Regions from separate parts of the Capra hircus genome. Here region 2 is linked to region 1. The links are chromatin contacts, called in public Hi-C maps. All regions are on one chromosome and are shown on one strand. The core of a region is the stretch at or near the end of the contact, and the rest is flanking DNA. Distances in the headings are between cores, read along the strand shown. Region 1 overlaps ARHGEF2 (rho guanine nucleotide exchange factor 2). Region 2 holds the start of ARHGEF2 (rho guanine nucleotide exchange factor 2).

The links. Hi-C and Micro-C count contacts between places; a contact is called where the count stands out from the background.
Region 2: a contact with region 1 is called in a Hi-C map of blood, with 1.6 times the contacts expected there. The contact joins the promoter of ARHGEF2 here to the enhancer-like site in region 1. A contact is called at or near these places in 2 of 5 Hi-C or Micro-C datasets (both in blood).

The regions. Positions count from the first base shown.
Region 1 is chr3:105,315,534-105,322,644 of ARS1.2, reverse strand. ARHGEF2 (rho guanine nucleotide exchange factor 2) reads left to right here. Exons shown (of 28, transcript XM_013976716.2): 8 at 1,737-1,881; 9 at 4,009-4,076; 10 at 4,415-4,478; 11 at 5,129-5,255; 12 at 5,481-5,590; 13 at 5,740-5,886; 14 at 6,426-6,676; 15 at 6,883-7,008. Among named protein-coding and RNA genes, the nearest start is that of RXFP4, 22 kb to the right of the region's middle. Within about 2 kb of position 4,549, at least 3 of the 5 cell types and tissues checked have an H3K27ac peak or open chromatin away from gene starts, as enhancers often do.
Region 2 is chr3:105,350,552-105,357,662 of ARS1.2, reverse strand. It overlaps ARHGEF2 (rho guanine nucleotide exchange factor 2), which reads left to right and starts at 3,775. Exons shown (of 28, transcript XM_013976716.2): 1 at 3,775-4,001.

The DNA.
Region 1 (7,111 bases), core at 3,300-5,799:
GAGAAGCAAGGGTGGGAAAGAGGTGGGAGGCCAGGGATGGGAAGGAGAGGGTGTTATGGGAAGAGCAGGAGGCTGGGAGGGGAGGAGAAAGGGAAAATGGGTGATTGGTGGGGCATGACCTCAAGAGCTCCAGGCTCTGTTCACCATCAGACACACCTGGGACTTCTGAGGGTTGCCGGGAGAGAGGGGGATCTTGGGGCACCAGGCAGCCCTGAGACCCTCGGGCACCACAGTCCAGTGCCCTCTGGCCCCTGTGCTGTTGACTCATACCATCCCTTCACACTTCCCTTTTCCACCCTCACCCCAAGCCAGTGCGTCTCTTCCCCTCCCCCACCTCCTAACTGATAGAGTGACTTCAGCTGAGAGTCAGGACTGGGCCCCTCACCCCCAAGTCCAGACTGCGGATCCTCCTCTGAGTTTCGATTGGCTGTCCCAGGGCCCCGATAGCGTCATCTGACTTGGGGCTCATCACCCTCGGCCATCAGGATCTCGCTCTTCACTCTTCGGTTTCTGAGAGAGGCAGGGAGGCCTTGCCAGGAGTGGTCTTGCCATCTCTGCTTACTGCTCTCAGTTCTCTAAGAGTGGAGGGAAAATCCAGGGATCTGAGGTGACCACTGAGGAGGGTTCCGGAATGGGTGTAAAGTACGGTGTCCCATCGTCTCATCTCCTCAGGTTCAGGGAAAGTTCGGGGGCCTTGAGGAAGGACAGAAAAGAGGTCAGGGAGAAGAACTTGACCTGCAGAGGTGGGAGTCGGGGTGTGAAGCAGGAGATGAGAAAGCTGATGGGAAATGCCTGCTTCTGAGGTTGTGCGGACGAGCCCAGAGAGTGCCCCAGCCAGACAGAGCAGGGCAGGAGGAACTGACGCTGCAGCTGGGACAGAGGGTGGATGCCAGAAAGGACTTCCTAGACTAACTGGGTGAGGAGGAAGAAGGGAGCAATCCTAGGATTTGGAGGGGAGCGTGAGGAGGATAAAAGTTAAACTGCAGAAGAGACTTCCTGCCAGGAATGAGACCTTGATGGCCAAGTTTCCTTTCTTAAAGATCCTGGAGAAGACAAGTGAAGAGATTGAAACCAGGCTCCTCCTCCCTGAGGTTAGCAGGGGACACGCTGCCTCCTGCAGAGAGGCCCTGTGTCCCTGGGCTGAGCAGACGTGGAGGCCTCTAAGGTTTGGGATCCTGACCTCCTGTTGAGGGTGGCAGTGGAGGCATCCTGCCCCCTTCAGCCAATCTGATGAGGGGATCTCCTGCCCCCCCACTGTGACTGCCACTGCCACAGAGACAGCGGCTCCACCACCGGTTGTCATGGTTATAAGAGGAGCTAACTCCCATAGATTTGAAAGCGCTGGTGAGCTGGCACCTTCTGCTTTGCCTGCTCTCCCCTCCTCTCTGCGCATCTTCTCCCGGCACAGAGAAGAGAGTACAGCAGCTTGGGGGCGAGCAGAGCTAGAGCCAGGAGGTGGAGTGAGGACGCGGAGGTCTAGAGCCGTGGAGATGAGCGGCAACAGGAGGCAACCCAGCCGCAGGGGCCAGGTAGGTCAGGGGCCAGCTCGGCCCTTGGGGATGGCCAGGCACTCCTGGACAGCTACCTCTGGCACGCTGCGGCAGGCTCTGCTTCAGGAAGTGGTGTGTTTCTGGCAACCCCAGGAAGGCGTTGCTCGCTCACCTCTGGCTCTCTGGACTTCTCAGGCACCCTGGCATCCTTCGGCCTCACTTCCTGTCTCTCTTGCCCCTCTGCAGACCCGGGAAAAGGAGAAGATGAAGGAAGCCAAGGACGCGCGCTACACCAATGGGCACCTCTTCACCACCATCTCTGTTTCGGGCATGACCATGTGCTATGCCTGTAACAAGAGCATCACAGCCAAGGAAGCCCTCATCTGCCCAAGTAAGTTCTTTGGACCCTGAATGTCACTCTTCCTCAGTGCGCTCTGACCCTGGTCCTTCCATCTGTCCTTTCTGCCCTATATTCATAAGGCTCACTCTCTGAGTCCCAAATGCCAGGGCTGGATGCTTGATCCCTTTCTCCCTTTCCTTACGTCTAGGAATAGTGGCGGTCAGAATATGGTATGAGCAGGACTCGGTGGGATGGGGGGGAGGCCAGGGTGGCTCTCCTTGCAGCTGTCGTCCGCTGGGCATCCCCCAGCTCCCTGAACAGCTGCTGAAGGTCAGAGAACTGATTGGCGAAGGAGAAGGAATGTTGTGTGTCTGGGGAGGGGGGTTGGATAGGGGAGCTGGATGGGAGGCTGCCAGCCTTGCAGCTGCTCTGCCGATCTTCCTGGGCCGAACTGGGTGTTCAGGACTTCAGGGTCCCCTTGCCCCCTCCCTTTCTGTTGACTAGGTGGAGGCTGAAATCTCTAAATCTCTGAAGGATTAGGGATAAGGACACTCATCTCAAATTTCTAGTCCGGCTGATACGTAGTGAGAAAGAGAGGATATGGTAGCAATGTGTATATTGAGGGAATAGCGGTTAGAACTCCTGACCTTCAGCCACATCTCAGGATAGCCCTGTATTAAGTACAAGCCAAGATTTCTTCCTTCCCCAAGATGCCTGTACAGAGGGCTCCCACCCTGTCCACCCATCCACCCCCAGATTTATGGCAAAGAGCTGCTTCTGGTTTGAGCAGCACGGCCCACTGCGGAACAGAGGAGCAAAAGCTTTAGCTTCTAAATCTCTATGGAACCTGGCAGGGAACCCCAGACAGAACCAGTGAGGCCTCCCTCCCTCCTCACTGTTCAACTTGAGTTTATGAGGGTGAGGAGGGAACCCCAATCTAGATCCCTCTAGAGACCTGACAAAATCCCCAATCTGGAAGCTCGTTGCCAGGGGAACTGGGGAGGCGGGCAGCAAGCGCTATTTTGAGAGCAGGTGGAAAGCGGAGGTTCGATCCAGAGACGCTGGGTGCTGGAGGTCGAGGAGAGCTCCAGCGGGGTGGGCGCAGCCCCAGCCCCCACTTCTGTCTGCCCCTCTGCCCCACCCTGCTCGCCTTGTATTTGTGGAAGTAAGCCTGATGCTGGGTATTGTCTGAAGGAGTTAGCAGAGTTTCCGGTGTTGTTGGATGGGGGAGGGGAAGCTGGAGCCAGCCAAGGGCTGAGGGCAGATCAGGGAGAGGGACAGACAGCCGGCAGTCCCAGCGCCCAGGCATGGCTACCCCTCCTCGCCTCTTCTCTCCTACCCCACGGCAAGGTGGGGTGGGTGATGAGGGAGAAGCAGATGGAGTGTGGGAGCTGTGGGTTTGCCTTACTTGGAGCACAAGACTCCCCGGGCCCGGAAGGGAGACTGGAGTCATAGCAAGCATAGCTGAGCAGTACAGAAGGCAGGCAGGCGTGGCCAGCAGGGACAAGGCATGGCCAGTCCCAGCTCTGCTGCTGGATCCATCAGCCTTTGCGTTGCTTAGGCCTAGCCAGGGTTCACCGGCAGACACGTGGCTCCACGTAGAACCCAGACACCCCTGAGTTAAACTCCAGCTCTGCCACTAGGACCTCTGGCAAATGATTTAAGCTCTCCAGGAGACGGGTTCCTCATCTGTGCGATGAGGATCGTTGCATTTGCTAGCATCCACTTGATGTGGCCCATTTCCTCGCTGCCCAGGGGATGTTCATTCCCCTCCCTGCCCCTAGCCCCCATCCCAGCTGCTCCTGTGCCACCTTCTGTTCCGTGGGCGTCCTTTCTGCCATCTGTCATTCTCAACCACCTTTGTGCTTCTTGAGCTCATCTCTGGCAGCCAGTAACCCCTTCTTCCCTCTAGTCCACCTCACAGGTCATCTTTGAGTCAGGATTATCCCCCTCCTATGGCTTAATTGTGGTCCATACCTATCCCCCCTCACTTCATCTCCTGCTTGAAGGAAGGGGGAGGCGGGAGGAGAGGGACTGGGGTGTGGCGATGGCCAAGGAGTCTGGGGAGGGGGCGAGTCTCTGACGGTGTGGCCAGGGGGACATGGGGGTCTGCATGTGGGTGTGTCCTGCCCTGTACCACCCGGCCCTCCCGTCACCCTCTCTACCCCACCCTCCCAGCCTGCAATGTGACTATCCACAACCGCTGTAAAGACACCCTCGCCAACTGTACCAAGGTCAAGCAGAAGGTGAGATGGCAGGGAGGGCAGAGGGCTGGGGGAGAGGGTAGTGAGTGTGTGGTACCCTCGTGCCTATTCCGTTCATTCCTCACCGTGTGTTCCCCAACCCCTCTCCTCTCCACGGGGCAGCCCGACCCTCCACCCTAGGCCTCAGGCCCCGCCGGAGGGGGCCAGCCTGTTGCTCTGGACACATCCCCTTGGCACCGGGCTCAGCCACCCTGATGCGCTTAGCCATCAAGCCAGCTTTCTCCCGAGGGGGCCAGCCACCCAGCTCCTGTCCTGGGCCCACGGAGGTGACCCTTGGGTGACAGCTGTTCTTGGTGTCTCTCTTGCCCTCTGTCTCACAGCAACAGAAAGCTGCCCTGCTGAAGAACAACACTGCCTTGCAGTCCGTTTCACTTCGCAGTAAGAGTGAGTAGTGAGGGTGCAGGAGCCGCCACAGGACCCTGGCCCACCAGGCCTCTCGGCCCATGGGCTCTGCTGCCCCCTTGAGGTCGTTCCCTGGCATAGCACCTTCCTCCCTTCATCTGGAAGCTGATGGCTGCGGCACAAGGGAGATTGAGACCCATGGGCCTGGGGGCGGGACAGCAGAATTCAGAAGAGGTTGAAGGCTTGGGATGACTGGTCATCTGAGCCTGCTCACGCTTTATATTAGTATGATCAGTTATTTACATGGCACTTGGGGATGTTGGCAGAAGTTGTTAAGGGCCAATTCAGAAAGATCTGGTGTGACAGAAAGAGCGGGGTGCTTAGTCAGGAAAACTAGAGTCTGAGTCTGTGCTCAGCCACCAGCTGAGTCACCCCAGCCAAGTCTCTTCACCATCCTGAGCTGCAGTTTGCTTGTAGGCTTGTGGCCGGGAAGAGATAAGAAAAGCTCTTTGTAACCATTAAAAGTATTGCACAAGTTTATGGGTAGCATTATTATCATCTTTCTCTGACTAGAACTGGGCTAAAGGTGGGGTTGGAGAGGAGGCTTCCTTTCTAGTCCAGGAGCCTGGGAGGCTTGAGTCCCAGGAAGGCACCAGGTTTGAGGCTTGCTTGCTTGGTATCCCCTCCGACAGCTACCACTCGGGAGCGGCCCAGCTCAGCCATCTACCCCTCCGACATCCGGCAGTCCCTGCTCGGCTCCCGCCGTGGCCGCTCCTCCTTGTCTTTAGCCAAAAGCGTCTCCACCACCAATATTGCTGGGTGAGCCTCTGCTTGGGGATGGTAGAACCAGGCAGGCAGAGAGGCTGTGGAGACAGGCCGGGGGGAGGGGCTGAGAGATCCTCCCCATCCCTGAGTTCAGAATGATAGACAGGTAAGGAGAACTTGGAGTGACTGCCTCTGGGAGGCCGCCTTTGTTCCCCAACCTGGGAAGGGATCTCTCGCCCGAGTCAGTCGGATGATGCAGCCAGGCTCCACTCCCCTCAGACACTTCAATGATGAGTCTCCCCTGGGGCTGCGCCGGATCCTCTCACAGTCCACGGACTCCCTCAACATGCGGAACCGGACACTGTCGGTGGAGTCCCTCATCGACGAAGGTGACCGTGCCCGGACCTGGGGGAGACCCAGGCGTGAGGGGCGGGCGGGAGCTGGCCTGAGAAAGGCAGGGTGGGAAGGGATCCAGAGAAGGGCCCAGGACCCAGGGGAGAGATTTGGGGTCCGAGTCGTTTCCCCCACTCGCGTCCAGGTGCCGAAGTGATCTACAGTGAGCTGATGAGTGACTTTGAGATGGATGAGAAGGATTTTGCAGCTGACTCCTGGAGCCTTGCGGTGGATAGCAGCTTCTTGCAGCAGCATAAAAAGGAGGTGATGAAGCAGCAGGATGTCATCTATGGTGAGCCGGGGAGACCGCCCCGGACTTCTCTTTTGCTATCGGCCCTGTTTCTCTGTGTCCTTCCTCTGCCAGCCCCTACCTCTCAAGACACTTTCCTCTTATCCCATTGGCCTTCAAGACCCTGCCAGTGACCCCATAAGTAGCTACGAGGTCCACAGCTTTTGGAGCTGTTGACCGCCAAGGCCCTTCTTAACCCCTTCCTTCCGATCAACTCTTAGTCTTTCCTCTCTGCCCATTCCATGCCCAACTCTGTGCTGGGGACTGTGGGAAGCCTAGACATGTAAGGAACACATAGTTTTTGACTTTATACCTTGAGATGGCAAGAGTGAGCCCCTCTCAGCCCCTTCCCCTGCCTGTCTCCACAGCCTCATTCTGCCTTGAGATGGCAAGGCATAAAGATAAATGATTAGAAAAATGATCTAAGATCATAACGCAGAATATTAGCCTGGAAGGGAAACTGAAAACCTCTAATAAGCCTGAGGTCTCCAGCCTTGGCCCCACCAGTTGTGGCCAAGCCGGGTGTTCCACCGTCCCCACAGAGCTGATCCAGACAGAGCTGCACCACGTGCGGACACTGAAGATCATGACCCGCCTCTTCCGCACGGGCATGCTGGAAGAGCTGCAGCTGGAGCCGGGAGTGGTCCAGGGCCTGTTCCCCTGTGTGGACGAGCTCACTGACATCCACACGCGCTTCCTCAGCCAGCTGCTGGATCGCCGGCGCCATGCCCTGTGCCCTGGTAGCACCCGGAACTTCGTCATCCATCGCTTGGGGGACCTGCTCATCAGCCAGGTGAGAAAAGCCAGGAGCCCTGGGCAGCAGTCCTGGGCGGGGGTGTGACTAGAGTGGGCATTTCTCATCTCCAGACTCTGGGGGGTGGGGCAGAGAGAGTTGGAAAGGCAGGAAGCCAGCCTGTTTGGCAGGAGGCGAGAGGGCATTGGGGATGAGAGGTGACTTTGGGGGACATGCTGACCCAGCCTTGCTCCTCCAACTTCTAGTTCTCAGGTCCTAGCGCAGAGCAGATGCGGAAGACCTACTCAGAGTTCTGTAGCCGCCACACCAAGGCCTTAAAACTCTATAAGGAGCTGTATGCCCGAGACAAACGCTTCCAGCAGTTCATCCGGGTGAGCAAACCTCTCCAAGACCCACCCTCCGCCTCCTGTAGTGCCCCAGCCCTAGTGGACACAGCTGCTCGTTTTTCCAGTGGTAGAGCGAGTGCTCTCGCTC
Region 2 (7,111 bases), core at 2,526-5,025, 36 kb before region 1:
TTCTGTCCCTTGTTTCCCTGTCTCTTTTCACCAGTCACCACACGCTCAGTCATGTCCGATTCTTTGCAACCTCCTGGACTATAAACTGGCAGGCTTCTCAGTCCATGGAAGTTTCCAGGCAAGAATACTGGAGCAGATTGCCATTTTCTTCTCCAGGGGATCTTCCCGACCCAGGGACCAAACCCTTGTCTCCTGCTTTAGCAGGCAGATTCTTGCCCACTGTGCCAGTCACCATATATTTCTCTAAACCTTCCTTGCTTGTGAGCCCTTCTCCACAGTAGAGGAGGGAAAATGGGGAAAGACGGTCTGCGATTGTTCTAGCCCCAGATCTTCCGAGGGTAATTTAATTCGTTATTTTTTAAAAATATTTATTTGGCCATGTCAGGTCTTGGTTGCGGAATGTGGGCTTAGTTGCTTTGCCTTGTGGGATCTTAGTTCCCTGACCAGGGATTGAACTTGTGTCCCTTGCACTGCAAGCTATATTCTTAACCACTGGACCAGGGAAGCCCCTTCACTGACTGTTCTTGAAAAGCTATCGATTACACCTGATTCGAGCCCTTCCTGTGTTGAAGACTTAGCTTTTCTCAAGTTTGAGCTTATTTTAATGCCTCTGCTTTGAGCTCAGGCCAGGCCGAAGCTCCTGAACCGCCCGAGTTGTTACCTAAGCACAGCCTGTGGAAAGGCAGTGGGTTTTGCTCCAGCAGCAGTGGGGAGAAGCCACTCTCAGCTGACTCTGTCCAACCCAGGAATGCCGTGGTCAGAGAACAGCCTCCCCGGCAGGAGAGAAACCCAACAAACACCCGCTTTGTTCCTGCCACCGTTTCTCAGCTTAGATTCTGGTGGGGTATGGGGGCAGTGAGTGCTGCCCAGCTGGTTTAACCTTTCCTTCGCCCAGCAGCTGGAGCCTCTGGGCTGAAGGATGAAAAGGACATGGAGACAACGGGAGGCTCTGAACGGAGTAGCCCTCCACCAGCTCACATCCCTCCTTCAGGGCCTGCGGCTCGGACACCCCAGGACTGGCCAGGTCAGAAGACGAGGAGGATGTGTTTGCTTTTGTTCATTGTGTTGCTGGTGGAGACCTGGGATTCGCTCAGGAGAATGGGGGAAAGGCCAGTGAATCAGAAGCTTGGGGTTGAGAACAAGTATAGGGAAGGAAAAGGGAGCTAGTTTGATGTGTATTGTCTTCCTCTTTAGCACTGTAAGATGTTAGTGTTTGGAGGCGGGAACTCACTGCCACCTGTGTGGTGTCTACTGGAAACACTGAGGAGTTAACCTGTAGGAGGAAGGGTTCTGGTTTAGAGGCTAGGAGAAACTTCATAACTTGGGAAGGCAATATGAGATTTCTTCCTCAGGCTGAGTGCTAGGAGGTACTCCTTTTCTGAAAGCTGGGGCAGTCTTTCCCTTTCCTTGCAGAACTGCCACTTTGGATCCCGGCTCTTGTTACAGAGAAGACTAGGGGGGAGCCCAGGTCTGACCCAGGTGACAGGAGAAGCAAGTGAAGGCAGGGTCACAAGCACCTTGAAGAAAGGCCAAAAGCAGATACTTGGTCTCTTGAGAGACCAGATTCCTTAGAGTCAGGGTGGAATTTGAGCCTCCCTTAAGCAGTGGCATTGGAGAATAGAAGAGCCTCTAAAATCTATAGATGGCGAGACTCAGCTGGCATAGTTGCTTTAGGATTAAGCCCTCTTCGTGAGATAATTTAATTGAGGATGAATAGCAGATAGTGCTTCACTCTAGTGAAAACCGCCCTTAGGAAGGTGGGAACCCTGACCTCCAGATTTCACGCAGGTCTGCAAAGGAGAGAGAAAGTAAACACCAACCCCACATCCTTCCTGAAGATTGGGTACCCATCCTGAGAACTTCCTCCCTTAAAGGCAAAACAGATAGTAACCCAGCTGTCAGTGTGTTCCAGATCCCCTCCCCTGGAAACCAGCCCTCTATCCCTCCCATGTCATGCAGACTTTTAGCTGGCACTCACTCACCCACACCCAGCCCCAGTACCAGGAGGAGCCAGGGCCAAGATTATCACCTTTTTTACATCCTAGGCTTTGGGATTTTACCTGAAGAAAGCCAATGGGAAATGGGGATAAGGATTCCCAAAAAGCTGGGGATAGTGAAGCAGCTTGGTGACAGGATGGGAGTTTTCAAGGCTTGATACCTGGAGGGAGCAGCTCAGGGTGGTGGAAGGAGCACGGACCACAGACGCACCAGTGCTGGGTCCCCACCCACCTCCACCACCCACTGGCTGGCTGACCTCAGGTGAGTCACGCCTCCTTCTGGAGCCTGTGTCCTCATCTGTACAATCACAGGATTGTTTAATCAGGATTTCTGAGGATCCTCCACCACAAAACAGGTGGCTGTTTCCCCTGTATTCTTGAGAAGTAAGAAACAACTCATCTGGTCATATGGCTTGCAGTCACTCATATGGTTTGGAGCCCAGCCAGGTAGGAAAAGGGCTTCCCTGGAGGCTCAGACAGTAAAGAATCTGCCTGCAATGTGGGAAACCTGGGTTTGATCCCTAGCTTGGGAAGACTCCCTGGACAAGGGAATGACTCTCCACTCCAGTATTCTTGTCTGGAGAATCCCATGGACAGAGGAGGCTGCCAGGCTACAGCCTGTGGGGTCACAGAGAGCCATGACTGAGCGACTAACAATTTCACATAGGTAGAAAAGGGCACACAGCTTCCACATCTGGCAACAGCTGCCCTCTTCCTCTCACCCAGAGTGAGGGTTTGAGAGCAAGGATAGACTGTGGATCACATAATCTCATTTAATAGATCAGGGAAGGCAGAAAGTGGAGGGGCTTATCCAAGGTCACAGCAAGTGGCAGTTTTATTGAAGAGCATATTTATTGAATAACTACTATTTATATAATAACTATTATGGACCCAGTGTTAAAGTGTCACTATTTGTACATCGCTCATTCACTATCCTCATTGTACAGAGGAGGCGATGAGGCTAATAGAATAGGTAACTTCTCCAAGGCCCCTTATCTAGGGAGTCGGCAGAGGTAGCCGAACTCTTCCAATTCCAGCATGTCCTTTCCACCATGGGCCTGGCAGGGAAGAGGCTCCCCGGTACCTCAGGAAGTCCAGTGTCTGCCCACGGCATCCTCTGCCCCAGGGAAGCAGGGAAGGTGAGTCAGCAGCCCCAGAAGCGGTTATCAGGGAAGGGGGTGGAGAGCCCGTCAGATATCCTGTGCCTGGTATCCACAACACTCTGGGAGTGGAGCTGTGTGTGCCGAGCTGCCAGCTCACCCTGCTCCTGTTGGCCGAAGGAGGGCCGTCCTCAGACGCAGCTGCCCTTGTCAGCGCTCCTCCCTGCACTTTCATCACAGAAAATACAGTCTGTCCTCCCCCTCCTACTGTAACCTGCCTCTTAAAGGGAACGACCAACATTCGGAAACCAGGTTAGAGGGACAGCAAAGGACCTCCCTGACCCCACTAGGACCTTGCAGTGAAGTAAGGTGCCAACACTGGGCCTTTCCCTGAGATGTCCTCTCTTTCCCCTCAGCTCCACCCTGTCTCCACTGGCGGGTGGGTGAAGGTTCCCTGGGATGTCATTCCCACATACTCTCCGCTCAGGGTGACCCCAGCTTGGCTTCCTGAATCTGTTTCCACCTGTGACTGAATCCGGTGGCTGCCCTTTGGGGAATGTCAAGGACAGGAGAATGCAGGAATCCTCTGGACCAGCGTTGGCACCGAAGGGGTTAAAGACCGGGGCCCAGCACTGTCTAGGGTGTTTGAAGTAGGGCGGGGAAGGGAAGGGCTAGAGTTGTTGGAGAGGCAGCTGGTCTGGACTGGAATGAGTCCCCCCTGTCTCCTAAGCAAACTTCTGGACCATGAGCTATTCCCTTAAAAGGACCAAGAGAGAGGCACCCCCATTAAGGTGCTGGACTGGATTCTTAGAGGGGCTACCTGGAGCGGGACTTCCTCCCATACTGAAGTCACCAACCGAGGGCAAGAACGGGTCTCCTGTCTTTGGGATATCTCCCGAGTCTGGTGAGTTTCCCTCTTCCCTTTCCCTGAGTCCTTCCTTCATGAGTGGGCATTCCCCAGAAGAAGAGATCTTCAGGATCCCCTCACCACAACCAGGAAGTGGCAGAACAGTTCTCCACCAGTCTCCTGTATTCAGTTCCCATTTTTAACTAAGGTGCATTCTGTTTGTGTCTGTGTGAGTGTGCACAGGTGTCCAAATAGAAAACCACCAACATGGCCAACAGTTAATTAGCACTACTTGTGCAACCAGTGATGCCAAAGCTTGTTTTTGCGTTCTTAATCCTCATAATCCTGATGAGGCTGGCATATCACAATCGCAATATTAAACGTGAGGTTCATCCCTCTGTCCGTGGGATTTTCCAGGCAAGAATACTGGGGTGGGTTGCCATTTCCTTCCCCAGGGGATCTTCCCAACGCAGGGGTCAAAGCTGGGTCTCTTGCATTGGCAGGAGGATTCTTTACCACTGAGCCACCAGGGAAGCCCAGTTAAACAGCTAACCCCTGCCAGTTAAGAAGGATTCAAACTCAAGTTCACCTGGCAGCAGAGTCCATTATGATGTCTTCTAGTCTTTTTCTTACTCAAGAAGTGTGGACAAAAAGGATGGCTAGAATTTTAAAATCTCAAGTCCTAATTCACCCAGCGTCCCTTTCCTCTAAGGCCTGGCAGTACCCCCTTCGTCCGTCTGAGTTAATTGTGAGATTTAAAGGGCCACCAACTCATGTCTGAGGCTCAGAGGCCTCCAGATTCCAGATCACTCCATCCATTCAGATGAGGAGCTTCCTACGTCACCCCCTGCCTTTGGGTGTTCCCTGGGATCTAATGGGTTAATTCCTTGGGACTCTATGGTCAAAGTCTTCTCAGGTGTGTCCCTCTGAACCTGAGCCCTTCTCTTGCCCCACCCTTCTGGCATGGCACCCAGGATGCAGGCCAAGAAACTGACAGGAGTTGGAAAGGGACTGATTGGTTTTGCCCCTTTTATTCCCTAGCACCCACACATCAGGGGCTAGCCTGGGTCCCGGCAAGGCTCTGGTAGAGAAAGCACATAAGCCTAGCAGAAAGAAAGGACAGGATCCCTAGGTTCAGTTTGCAAATCTGTTTCAAGAAAGAAGATGGTCACACTTGGAAGCCCAAAGCAGCAGAAGTCCTGATTGCTTTGTGAGCCTAACATATCAAAGAGGTGGGGGTGACTTGGGGTGGGTGTTTCAGATGCTTGATGGCTGACCTTTATGGAGATGTCATGGGACTTCCTTGATGGTCCAGCGCTTAAGACTTTGGGCTTCCACTGCAGGGGACACAGGTTCAGTCTTTAGTCGGGGAATTAAGATTCTGCATTTTGAGCTGTGGTATTGGAGAAGACTCTTGAGAGTCCCTTGGAGTGCAAGGAGATCAAACCAGTCAGTCCTAAAGGAAATCAGCCCTGAATATTCATTGGAAGGACTGATGCTGAAGCTGAAGCTGAAGCTCCAATACTTTGGCCACCTGATGCGAAGAGCTGACTCACTGGAAAAGACCCTGATGCTGGGAAGGAGTGAAGGCAGGAGGAGAAGGGGACGACAGAAGATGAGATGGTTGGATGGCATCACCGACTCAATGGACATGAGTTTGAGCAAGCTCCAGGAGACAACGAAGGACAAGGAAGCCTGGAATGCTGCAGTCCGTGGGGTCACAGAGAGTCAGACACGACTTAGTGAGTGAACAACATATTCAGCACATATTTCTTTAGCACCTATCAGTGTCTGCCAGGACCCAGAAAGGTCTACGTGCAAACACAGTGGTGGGGCACTGTAGTCGTACATGACTGCGAGAAAAATCATAGCTTTGACTATACGGACCTTTGTTTGCAAAGTGCTATCTTTGCCTTTTAGTATGCTAAGTTTGTCATACTTTTCCTCCCAAGGAGCAAGCATCTTAATTATAAAATTATAAAATTTTATTATAAAATGAACAGTGCCATAAGGCACTGTTGTTTAGTCGTTAAGTCGTGTTCAACTCTTCTGCGACCCCATGGAGTGTAACCCACCAGGCTCCTCTGTCCATGGGATTTTCTAGGCAAGAATGCTGAGGGTTGCCATTTCCTTCTCCAGGGGATCTTCCCAACCCAAGGATCTAACCCGAATCTCTTGTACTGGCAGGTGGACTCTTTACCGCTAAGCCACCTGGAAAGCCCTCACTTACACAATGTCGAGCACATAGCAAAATCTTGTATGTCCTACACCGAGAAACGGAGCAATGGTAAAGCCAAGTCAGGGTGAGGTGAGGCGGTGTTAGAGACTTGGGTGCTGTATGACCCACTGTAGAATGGGGTGTTCGGGGAGCAGGGAGAGGTGGGAAGGAACTGTGGTTACTGAAGCCTTCTTTTTTTTTTTTTTAAACTGAAACCTTTACCTGAAGCACTGCTGTAGTCTTTTATGTGGGATACTGTTGGATTAATGATTTACTTTCTATGCGAGAAGAAGCAGATATATTAAATTTTGAACCATCAAAGGGTTTTCTATGACCCTGTCCTCTAGGGCTAGGAGACCCCGAGGAAAAGCCTGCAGATCATGCCATCTGGCCTCTCCCTTCCTCCCCATTCTTTACTTTCTAGTTTGTTCAGGTCTTCCCCGTTATTGCCCCTCTGGGGAGATTTAGGACCCCAGAGCCAAACCCAGGAAGCCACCCAGACTGTGAAGGGGCCTGACAGCATTGCCCACCATCCCACGTGCCCAGCTGTGTGGTTGCTCTCAGCAGTTCCTACCCCCAGTGTTTGCTAACTGCAAACAGAAGCAGGGCCCTCCCTGCCCACTACCCATCACCTCATTCAGATATCTAAGATCCAGAGGGAGTAGAAAGGACAGATTTAACTTACCCCCATCTAATTTCTTCTGGAAGCTGCTTTCTCTCTTTGGCTAGTGTGGAGGGGGCAGAAATGAGGATGAGAATGGGGGTGGATAACAACAGTGCTGGATTTCTTTTTTGTTTTTTTCTTTTGGCTGAGCAGTTTGTGGAATGGACTCTTAGTTCCCTGACCAGGGATTGAACCTGAGGCCTCGGCAGTGAAAGCATGGAGTGCTAACCACTGGACTGCCAGAGAATTCCCCAGACTTCTTTCAAAGCTAGCCACTTGTGCTCA